Regions from separate parts of the Mus musculus genome. Here region 2 is linked to region 1. Evidence: chromatin contacts called from public promoter capture Hi-C data. All regions are on one chromosome and are shown on one strand. The core of a region is the stretch at or near the end of the contact, and the rest is flanking DNA. Distances in the headings are between cores, read along the strand shown. Region 1 holds the start of Fam122a (family with sequence similarity 122, member A). Region 2 holds the start of Rfx3 (regulatory factor X, 3 (influences HLA class II expression)).

Region 1 (4,828 bases), core at 1,695-4,194:
GCCATCGACCTGCAGGAACACATTAAGTATGGAGGGAGATTTTGTTGTGAGGCTATTAAAAGTTCCCCTGGAAGCAGGTCAAGGTACCTGAAAGGAAACTGGGTATGTAGGTTTAAACTGAAACAATCAGGATGGAAGCACAAGTAGACAGACTATTACCCCAAAATGTTAAACACAGACACAATCTTACCCTTGATGTCATTTCACAGAAACCTGATGCAACTGTCAAGAGTTGACCAGTTCCATTTATTCTCAGAGTTCTAAAAATTCCACATCATTATTAAAGTCTGTAGGTGGCAACTTTAAAAAGTTAAGTTGGAATTTTTGTCAGGTCTTTCTCAAAGTATTGTTTTGAACCTTTTTCTTTTGGTCTGTTATTCATTCAATCTGTCTTACCTTTCTAGGACAGATGAAGTATTGTAAAGAAGTATAGTATAAAAAGCATTTGTTGTTTATCTTAATTGTAAAAGAAAAAGCAGCCCATACTTCTACCTGTAAGAAAACCTAAGTGCCGGGGTGGTGGTGGCTCACGCCTTTAATCCCAGCACTTGGGAGGTAGAGGCAGGTGGATTTCTGAGTCCGAGGCCAGCCTGGTCTACAGAATGATTTCCAGGACAGCCAGGGCTATACAGAGAAACCCTGTCTCGGAAACTTCCCCACCCCCACCCCCTGGCAAAAAAAAAAAGAGAGAAAACCTAAGTGATGATTTATGGATGTGACTGTCCACTGATCATCATCGGTCTTTAATTAACTGACATTTCCAATGCTGTTAATATAACTCCAACTACAGAGATGTATCACGCTGTTAGAAACCCAAGTCAGAGGTACCTTTATCTAGCCACGCCCTAGCTTGGTGGGAAATGGGAAGTACCTGTTGGCAAGGAAACAACTGCTTCCTTCCTGAGCAAGGGAAAAAGATGAAGGTGACAGATGGGCAGAGCAAAAAAAGCAGCCACGAGCTGCTCTGGCTTCTCATTGGCAAGAATTTTAAGAATGGAGACGTGACTGGATAGCTTCAAGTCTATCAAGGATTGAGAGAGTATCGTCTGTCTGGGTATTCTCCAACACTCAACGGTGCTTCTCACACATTTACATTTCACAAGTGTTAAATCTGAGATGGCAGCAAGAGCCTTGCCTTCACCTGTCTCCATGTGAGCTAAGACTACAAGGCACCGTCCCCCTGCTTGTTTAGGACTATACCCAAAAGAATGCACTTTCTGGTTAAAAATGTTTTCACAAAGAAACTTGTCATTTCTGTACTTGTATTAGTGTGATTTACCAGAGTTACTATGAAAAGTGTTAGAAAATGTCCGTAAATATTTACTTTATATACTGAATTTTAAAACATTTGCTGCAAGTGCTATTTCTCCTTTTGTCGTTTTTCCCTCCCATCCACCTTTCTGCCTAGGACATTAAATACCAAGGGCTCCTGGGTAAACTAGACAACCAATGGACTGATATGACTAACATTCTTTTTAAAGCTGTAAGTAGGTAAATTCTTCAGTAGATGTAAAATAGCAACCATTGAAAACACCAAAAATTAGTGTGCCATGAACTATGGAATTTTAAAACATCAGTTTACTAAACTGAAATTCAACATTTATATTTTCATCAGAACTTAATAATCCCATAAATAAATAGAGCTCTCAATTATTTAAAAAATCAAGGGATAACATATGTATTTAGACATATTAGCAGCGTAAAATGTATGCTTCAACACACTTATTGATAAAAAGTCCGAAAATATTACTACACTGAATTCAAGGGCATCCCCAGGAACCTGACATAGAAATTCTCTAGAATAACATTTCAGGAATTTCCAAAAAGAGGGAAGAGTCAAATAGGAAACGGCTTTAACGTAATCGACAAAGTTCAGTGCTTGCTCTAACTTGATTTTTTTCTTTCTTTTTTTTTTTGTTTGTTTTTGTTTTTTTGTCTCTCCATTGGGGGAGGGGGATTCAAGATGAGTGAGTCACTTTGAGGAAAGTTCATCTACTGGAATAAAGGGGGAGGCTGCTTGGGCGGGCGACACAGGAGAGTCGGTGGTAGTGCTGACTTTCGCTGGTGAGTTACAGGAAGATCCGGCACTGCTGCTGTTTCCATCCAGGGTATCGGAAGATACGCACACACCGGGGTCTGACAGCTGTGCAACGTCAGAAGACAGCATGTTGGTGATGCCCTGGAAAAATCTCTTTGGCTGATAATCAGTTTCCATTTCACATTTTCTTTTCAATGGTCCAAGAACACTTGGTCTAATGCAGTTGATGGGACTCTGGCTTCTCCGGGTGGTAAATCGGGTGGTTGGGCTGGGAATGGGACTTGGAGGCAGTCCGTTGCTACTCACAAAACTTTGCAAGGACGGTGAGAAACACTGCTTCCCAATTCCCCGGGTCGGGGACGGTGCCGGAGACACCGGAATGAAATCGATGCGCTTCGGGGAGGCGGATTTCTCCACGTCGTTGTCACTCAGGCTGAAACTTTCCTCCCAGGAGTGGCTTATCTGCATTGCGGTCTGCACCTCGCGCTCGTGAACGGTCTCTCGGTTGATCAGGTCCATGCCCTCCTCCTGTTTGATCTGGTGCAGGCGGCTGCTGTGCATTCGGACCGGCGAGGCCGGGAGCAGCAGGCCGTGGCGGCTCGGGAACGTCGTGCTGTTCCGTCTGGCGCTGGGCGCCTCGGCCTGGAACACCGGCGACGAGTCGCTGAGGCCGTGGATCAGGGGGGCGCTGTTAGACCTCCGCAGGCCCCCGCCGCCAGGGCCGCCGCCCTCCGCCGGGCTCGCGCCCGCGGGCAACTCCAGGTCCAGCTCCATCTTCTCCTGAGCCATGGCGCGGCCGGGAGGCGGGGGCGGTGCTCAGTCAGGGCCCTGGGACTCCCATTCCCCGCGGCCCAAGGCCGCCGCCGCCGCCGCCGCCTTCGAGAATCTGTCAGCGGGTTCGCGCCTCTGCGCAGGCGTGCCCCTTCGCGCAGGCGCCCTGGCACGCCCGTTCTCGCGGCGCCAGCTTAGTGCGTCATGGCTGCGGCGCCGCGGCGGGGGCAGGGGGCGAGCAGTGGTTGGGCGACTCCAGTGTTCGTTTCTTCCGCAAATAGTCACTGGGCGCGGGCTCGCGGGAAGGCAGGTTACGGAGGCCGGGGCATTGAGAAGTGTATGTGCTTATGAAGCAAGTGTGAGCTCAGAAAGATAGGCCCTTGGTGATGTGGGGCTTCATGATTGAGCTTGGCCCGGCCTGGTGGGCTTCCCAGAGGGAAGTCTGAAGGAGGCCACGGCGGCGCTTTGTAAAACTGGACTGGAAGCAGGGAGCCACTGCTACCCAGCTAGGTGACAGACAGGAACCAGGAGGACAGGGTTGTTAGCCTGATGGTGGACAAGAGCAAGTTCTGGGCTTTTTTTGAGAACAATGAACTCCCGGGCGTTCTCAAGGAAGCATATTAGGGTACAGGAGCAGCCTTTGGCTGAGGTCTGAGGAAGAAGACATGGGATTAGAACCTACAGGGAAAAGGCCAAAGAGGAGGTTGATTTACACTAGGACAGAATCGGGGAGGGCCAAGAGAGAATAGTAGACTTAAGGCGGTTGGGAGGAAGAAGCTTTGTGACATCTTTTTTAAAAAAGTTGTCATATTTCTGCCGTTAACCGTGCACATACTAATGTTCACTTGGTGTGGGAATCCAATGAAAGAAAAAAAAAAGACACATTCATAGATCAACAGATTTTTAGCTTATGTAATTAATACAAAACTTTGTATCTCATTAACAGGGAAGTTGTATGTGTTCATTTATTCAGTCAAGTCTCCTATTCGGGCATACCTACTTACTATGTACCAGGTACTGTGCTAGGAAATGGACTTGTGTGAGGACATTCAGTTTCTACTGGGTGGGAGTGGGGGATGAGAAAATAGGGGACTTTTGGTGGTATGGCTGGAGGTAGAAGTGGGACGGTGTGGTCAAGCACTACCTATATATAGCCCTTGAGGGGCAGTTGGGCAGAGTTCAGTTGTAAATGACAAATCCTGTGGACTGTGGGAGGTGGGGGCAGGGCCGAGTGTTCCAACCAATGCGAAGGGCCAACATACCCACCCGTCTGGGGAAGAACAAGGAAAGAAAAATCAAGAAGGAGACAGGTGACCTGAGAGGTCAACGGACTGAGCGCCCAGTCCTATGATTATAAGTCCCTGAGCAGTATTAGGCAGGGGAATAATAGGCTTGGGCTTTATCTGTTATGGTTTGAGATGGAGTCTCACTAAGTCATTGCTCAGGCTAATCTCAAACTTCTGGGCTCTAGTGATTCACCTCACTCCCAAAGGAAGTAGGGCTAAGGGCATATCGTGCCACACTCAGCATGGTTTTTGCTTTAAACACCATGGAATGAGCTGAAAGGGGGCCAGAGGCAAGAGTGGAGGCCAGAAGATAGAGTAGAAAGCTGCTACAGAGAGCAGAATACTGGGGTAGGGTTGTAACAGTAGGGAATGGGGAGAAGGGGATCCACTGATGTCATCTGGGATGAGATTTGCCAATAGGTTAAATTTCGGTGTTCAAAGAAATAGGGAGGCGGGGAGGAGATAAGGGATTTTTGGAGGGGAAGCTAAGAAAGGGGATAACATTTGAAATGTAAATAAAACATCTAATTAAAAAACAAAAAAAGAAATAGGTAATTTAGATGGTAATGTCAAATGAATAGGAAAGGTACATGGGGTGGAGGTTGAGTTTTCAGTTTTGGTAGGCTTGAGGAGTTATATATACAAATCTGGCCACTTTGAGCTAAGAGTTTTGTTTTGTTTTCGAGACAGGGTTTCTCTGTGTAGCCCTGGCTGTCCTGGAACTCTCTCTGTA
Region 2 (4,828 bases), core at 1,402-3,901, 3.5 Mb after region 1:
AATTTGTATTTAATTTTAAAGATAAATTGTTATAACTCTAAGTTAATCAATCCACTAAACTATTTTATTTTAAAGCATCTCTAATATCAACTCTTAAAACACAAAGATTTGCTTTAAATGGACAGGCTACTTAACATAATGCAATGCCACATTTGCTCTCAAATTAACTTGTGAATGGAAAAAACTAAATTAAACACATGCTTGATGAGTGAAATGACTCTTAAACACTCTTGGACACGACAAATAAAATATTAATCTAAGACATTTTAATATATACAATCTACTCAGCTGAAACATATGTGAATGCCATTAAGATCTAAAACTGTCCCAAGACAGCAAAACTCCTTTTAACTTCAGACCCAGGAGCTTTACCATCGAAAAGTGTTCAGGCGTTTGACACTCATCTGAACAAAAAAGAGGAAAAGAAGAAAAAGAAAAGAAAGATGAAAAGAAAAAAGAAAATGAGAAGAAAAGAAAAAATAAAAGTTAGTATTTGAAAATTGCAAAGACAGGTTGGGAATGGATGAATAAATATAAAGAATGCTGAGAGATCCAAACAGACTTCTTTCAGAATCAAATCTCAGCTTCATTTAAAATAACAATCACACGAAAATGAATTGAAAAGTAAGGTTTTTCCCAATCCCCCAACTCTTACTTGTTTTACAAAATATTAGCCTTAATGGCATTATAATTACCCAACCTCTCCATTGACAATCTCAAGAATAATTAATACTGTCACATTATTCACAGGCTGCTCTGTCAGTTAAATCAATAAATGTTTGCTGTTGGAAAGATTATTTAAATAAGCACTTTAAAATATGAATTGGAAATTTCAATGTGCCACTATAATAGTACAATCTATTTGTTTTAGCTCACAATCATCATCAATTTTTTTCTGATAACCTATTAATTGTTATGCTGAAAATGAGCAAATTAAGGATCTGCAAAGCCAGGTTCTAATCAAGACGATACTACTTCATAACTGGTAAGTATTCAGATCTACAAGGGCAACTATTTCCTCTAAAGAAACACTTTAAAAGGAAGTTTTTTTTTTCTTCTGAACAGGTTTAAATCATTGTCCAAAGAAAACCAAAAAGTCAACAAAAAAGAATATGTTAAGTACACACATGCCTAGATCTTAACAGCCACAAAGAAAGTGAAATATACACACGTTTCAAGTTGAGAAGCTTCATACATTCTTTATGAACAACTTGACTTCAATTTCAACTCTCCAAGGGAAAGGAATAGAGATGAAGATGGGAGAAGGAAAAAAAAAAAAAAAAAAACTCTCAAAGTACCATAACTGTCACAAATAGCGTTGTGAACTGAGTTCTCACAAAGCTTCCTTATATCCTTTTCCTGTTCATCACAGACAAAGTCTAAACCACAATGAAAATTGTTAACACTCTCCTGTGGGGAGGGAGGTGCATCAAAGTGAAACAGAACCTCAGGACTACCCCTCCCATCTCCACATGAAGGATAAAGCGCTGTCAGTAGCCACTAACCAAAGTAGCACAGATGCCCTGCATCCGGTTTAAATCACAAGCACACACACACACACACACACACACACACACAAACCCGAAAAGGGGAGGGGGGAGAGAGAGAGAGGAGAGGGAGAGGAGACAGAGGAGAGACAAGAGAGGAAAGAGGAGAGAAGAGAAACAGAGAAACAGACTTAAAAAAAAAATCTCTCAAGAGCAGCAGAGGCCCCCTAGTTTCAATGTGTGTGCAAATGGGGGGAAGGGGGGAGAAGACTGCTGAATGGATATTAAGACTGTTTGCAGCACAAAGAAAAATACAGTTTTAAAAGAAAAAAAAAAAAAAAGAATCCCGTGAGGCCAGTGATGGTCAAATAAGTGCAGTCCGTTCAGCAGCAGGCACAGAGGGGCCGAAACGAAGGGAGCGGGCTTCGGGAAAAGTTCACCGAGGTACCAGGATAAAAATAACAAAACCCCCAACAAGGCCCCGCAAGTGAACAACAACCACCACAGCGCAGCACCTTTTGGGGACCCCCCCTGCTCACTGCTGTCTATTTCGATTTGGAAAGCAGCAGCCACCAGGCAGCTTTGCAAAGCAGCGAATTAAAGAAAGAGAGAGGGAGAAAGCGAGCCCCTTCTCTCCACCTGCCCCTCCTCCTGGGCGCCCGCGGACCTGGGGGGGACGCTCCAACACCCGCGACGGACAGCGGCGGCTTCCTAGCCCGCTCGCCCCGCAGCCCCGGCTCCCGCTCCATCCCCGAGCGCCGAGGCCGGGCGGGCAGGCGCGCGGCGCCCACACCCCCGAGCCCGCCGCGCGCGGGTCCATTGTAAACAAGCCCCCGGGACCGAGCCCCTCAAGCGGCCGCAGCCGGTGTCAGGAGGGAGACCCCGCACAGCCACGCTCGCTCGCACACACGAACACACGCACGGACACACACGCTCCCACACACATGTAGAGAGACCGAAGAATATTCACCTTGGCTGTGGATTATTGTGGTGTTGTTGGTGGGTGATGGAGATGGTGGTGGTGGGGAGGAGGAGGAGGAGGAAGAGGAGGAGGAGGAGGAGAGGAGTAGTTGTTGTTGATGGGTAACAGTCGCCAGGACTACGGTGACTATGGCGCTTGATTCACAAGGCAACGGTTGCTATAACTCACAAAAGAGAGAGAGAGGGAGAGAGAGAGGGAGCGAGGGAGAGGGAGACACTCGCGCGGGGAGGGGCGGGGGGGAGGGAGGAGGGGAGAGGGCGGGCCCGAGAGCGCCGGAAGAAGCGGCTTCGGCGCCGTGACTGACAGCTCGGAGCCCGGGCGGGGGGCTGCGGTCGGGATTCCGACGTCGGTTTTTCCCCCGAGGTGCGCTTTAAGACTTGGCGGGCCCGGGGTCAGGGCGAGTCTGCCTGGAGGAACGGGACGGAGGACGCCGGGGAAAGCTGAGGGTCTGGAGGCGAGGGCTACTTTCCGTCAAAGGAGCCCCGCCTGCCTCTGCCGCCAGCTCTGTGCCCAGCCGCCCCGCAGCCGCGAGAGGAAAAGCGCGAAGCCAGGGGAGGGGGAGTGACGACGGAGCCAACACTGTGTGAGACGCGCGCTACCGCGGAGGCAGACCCCACTTTGAAGAGCGGGCTCCACCCCGGGGCGTACGTCATTTCCTGGGCGGCCCCAGCTAATATCCCGGATGTGCTGCGCTCCTCCCCTCTCTCTCCTCTCTTCCCCCCGCCCCGCTCAGGTTTTTTTTTTTTTTTTTTTTTTTTCTCCCCTCCCTCTCCGTGGTCGCCAGTGTGGTGTTTCCCGGTCGGTCGTTTATGCCTCGCGGGTGATCCCTTTCCCAGACTCTCTGCGGCCGGCGCGGGCCTCCAGGGTCTCGGCTTTGCCCTCCCCTCCATCGAATTCCGCTTTCTCGCGCCTCCCGAGGCCGCGGGGTCCTGAGGAGCGCGGGCGGCGGGGTGTGAGCGGTGCTCCCGCCGCCATCTTAGGGAGCGAGAGCCTGGGCGCGCGAACGGTGACCCATCTCGCTCGGCGCGGCCGCTACCTCCCTGCGGAACCGAGACGCCAAGTTAGCACCCTGCAGGACCGGGAGGAAGTGCCAAGGGGAAGGGAATTCGAGCTTTCCGAGGATGAGGGTCCCTACAGGGGTGGGTTAGACCTTTCAGAGTAGCCCTCGGTAGGTCCTTAAGGGGCTCTACCCTTTCAGAGTTGACGGGATGGATCCCAGCTAGACCAATCGCCCTATTAGCTGGCATCGGTTTCTTAACAGCCTGGGGGTAGCTTGTTCTTGAGCTGTGTTGGACACGGGAACGGCTTCTGTCCATGGAGAACATTATTAGCACACAACCTGGCACCTCAAACTCGAGTTGATAAGGCACAGCTTCTGAAACCTCATGGTTCAAGCATATTCGTCCAATTCTCCTCATACTGGAGTCCAGCAGGCACGTGCCCCCAGGCCCGCCAATACCCAAAATCTCCCAACATTTGCAGCTAAGCAGCTTATCCAAGACAATAACATACTGGAAGTAGAGCCTTAAGAAGTCAGTTCTCCTCTTGAGGCTTAATTTTTGCACCGGCACATGAGGGATTTGGGCCAGCATGAGTTCCCTGTTAAAATAAGGCTGAGCTCTCTTTCTGTGCCCCAGACCTTGTGCTAAGTGTTTTACATACATTATCTCATTTAATCCTGACACCTGTTCTATTGGATACATAATATTCTCATTTTAGGGAAAACAAGCCGTCATTTTATCTTGCCTCTCTGTGCCATGAAATGCTAGGTAAAAGACATTTTAGAAACCAACTATTAGAACAATAGATTTAGCAGTAATACTGTAAGCTTTGATAATTTCATAGTTATAATGAGTTCTATTCTTGGTTATAAGTTATAATATAGTAGTTAATAAGAGAAAGAGAAAAAAAAAAAAAAAAAAACAAGCCAAGGACTAAAGTTAAAACAGGTCGTGGTGATAGCCAAAAATGACACCGTGGTACCCAACAGCAGTTAAAACTCTTCACGATTGGAATAGTCCTTTTGCAACGTTTACAGATCAAGTCCTCAGGAAAACGTTTGGGACTGCTGACTGGCACCTCAAGGCTCTGAAGAGCTTTGCTGGCGCAGCCCTATTGTCTGTTAGGTTCCCCATCTCCCCACTGTCAGCTGTTGCTCCTTACCGCTGTCAGTGAGCACCATTCTATTATTCCCCCCACCCTTTTAATTTACTGCTTTTAATCTGCACGAAAGGAAACCACATAATGAAGCTTGGGCAAAACTGTCTCAAGGGTATAAATAGATACTTTGAGGCAGTGTCCTTTAGGAAGAGTGTGACCTTTGCGCTTAGAACATTGTAACGTCAGTTTCAAGCAATTT

What was found. Promoter capture Hi-C pulls out the DNA fragments that hold promoters and counts their contacts.
Region 2: a contact with region 1 is called in a promoter capture Hi-C map of liver, with 2.8 times the contacts expected there. A contact is called at or near these places in 2 of 39 promoter capture datasets (liver and pre-B cells) and 1 of 484 Hi-C or Micro-C datasets (CD4 T cells).

Annotation. Positions count from the first base shown.
Region 1 is chr19:24,474,530-24,479,357 of GRCm38.p6, forward strand. It overlaps Fam122a (family with sequence similarity 122, member A), which reads right to left and starts at 2,945. Exons shown (of 1, transcript NM_026520.3): 1 at 1,250-2,945. The coding sequence starts at 2,827. The coding sequence ends at 1,973. All of the region lies in intron 1 of Pip5k1b (phosphatidylinositol-4-phosphate 5-kinase, type 1 beta), which reads right to left.
Region 2 is chr19:28,008,515-28,013,342 of GRCm38.p6, forward strand. It overlaps Rfx3 (regulatory factor X, 3 (influences HLA class II expression)), which reads right to left and starts at 2,652. Exons shown (of 17, transcript NM_011265.3): 1 at 2,458-2,652.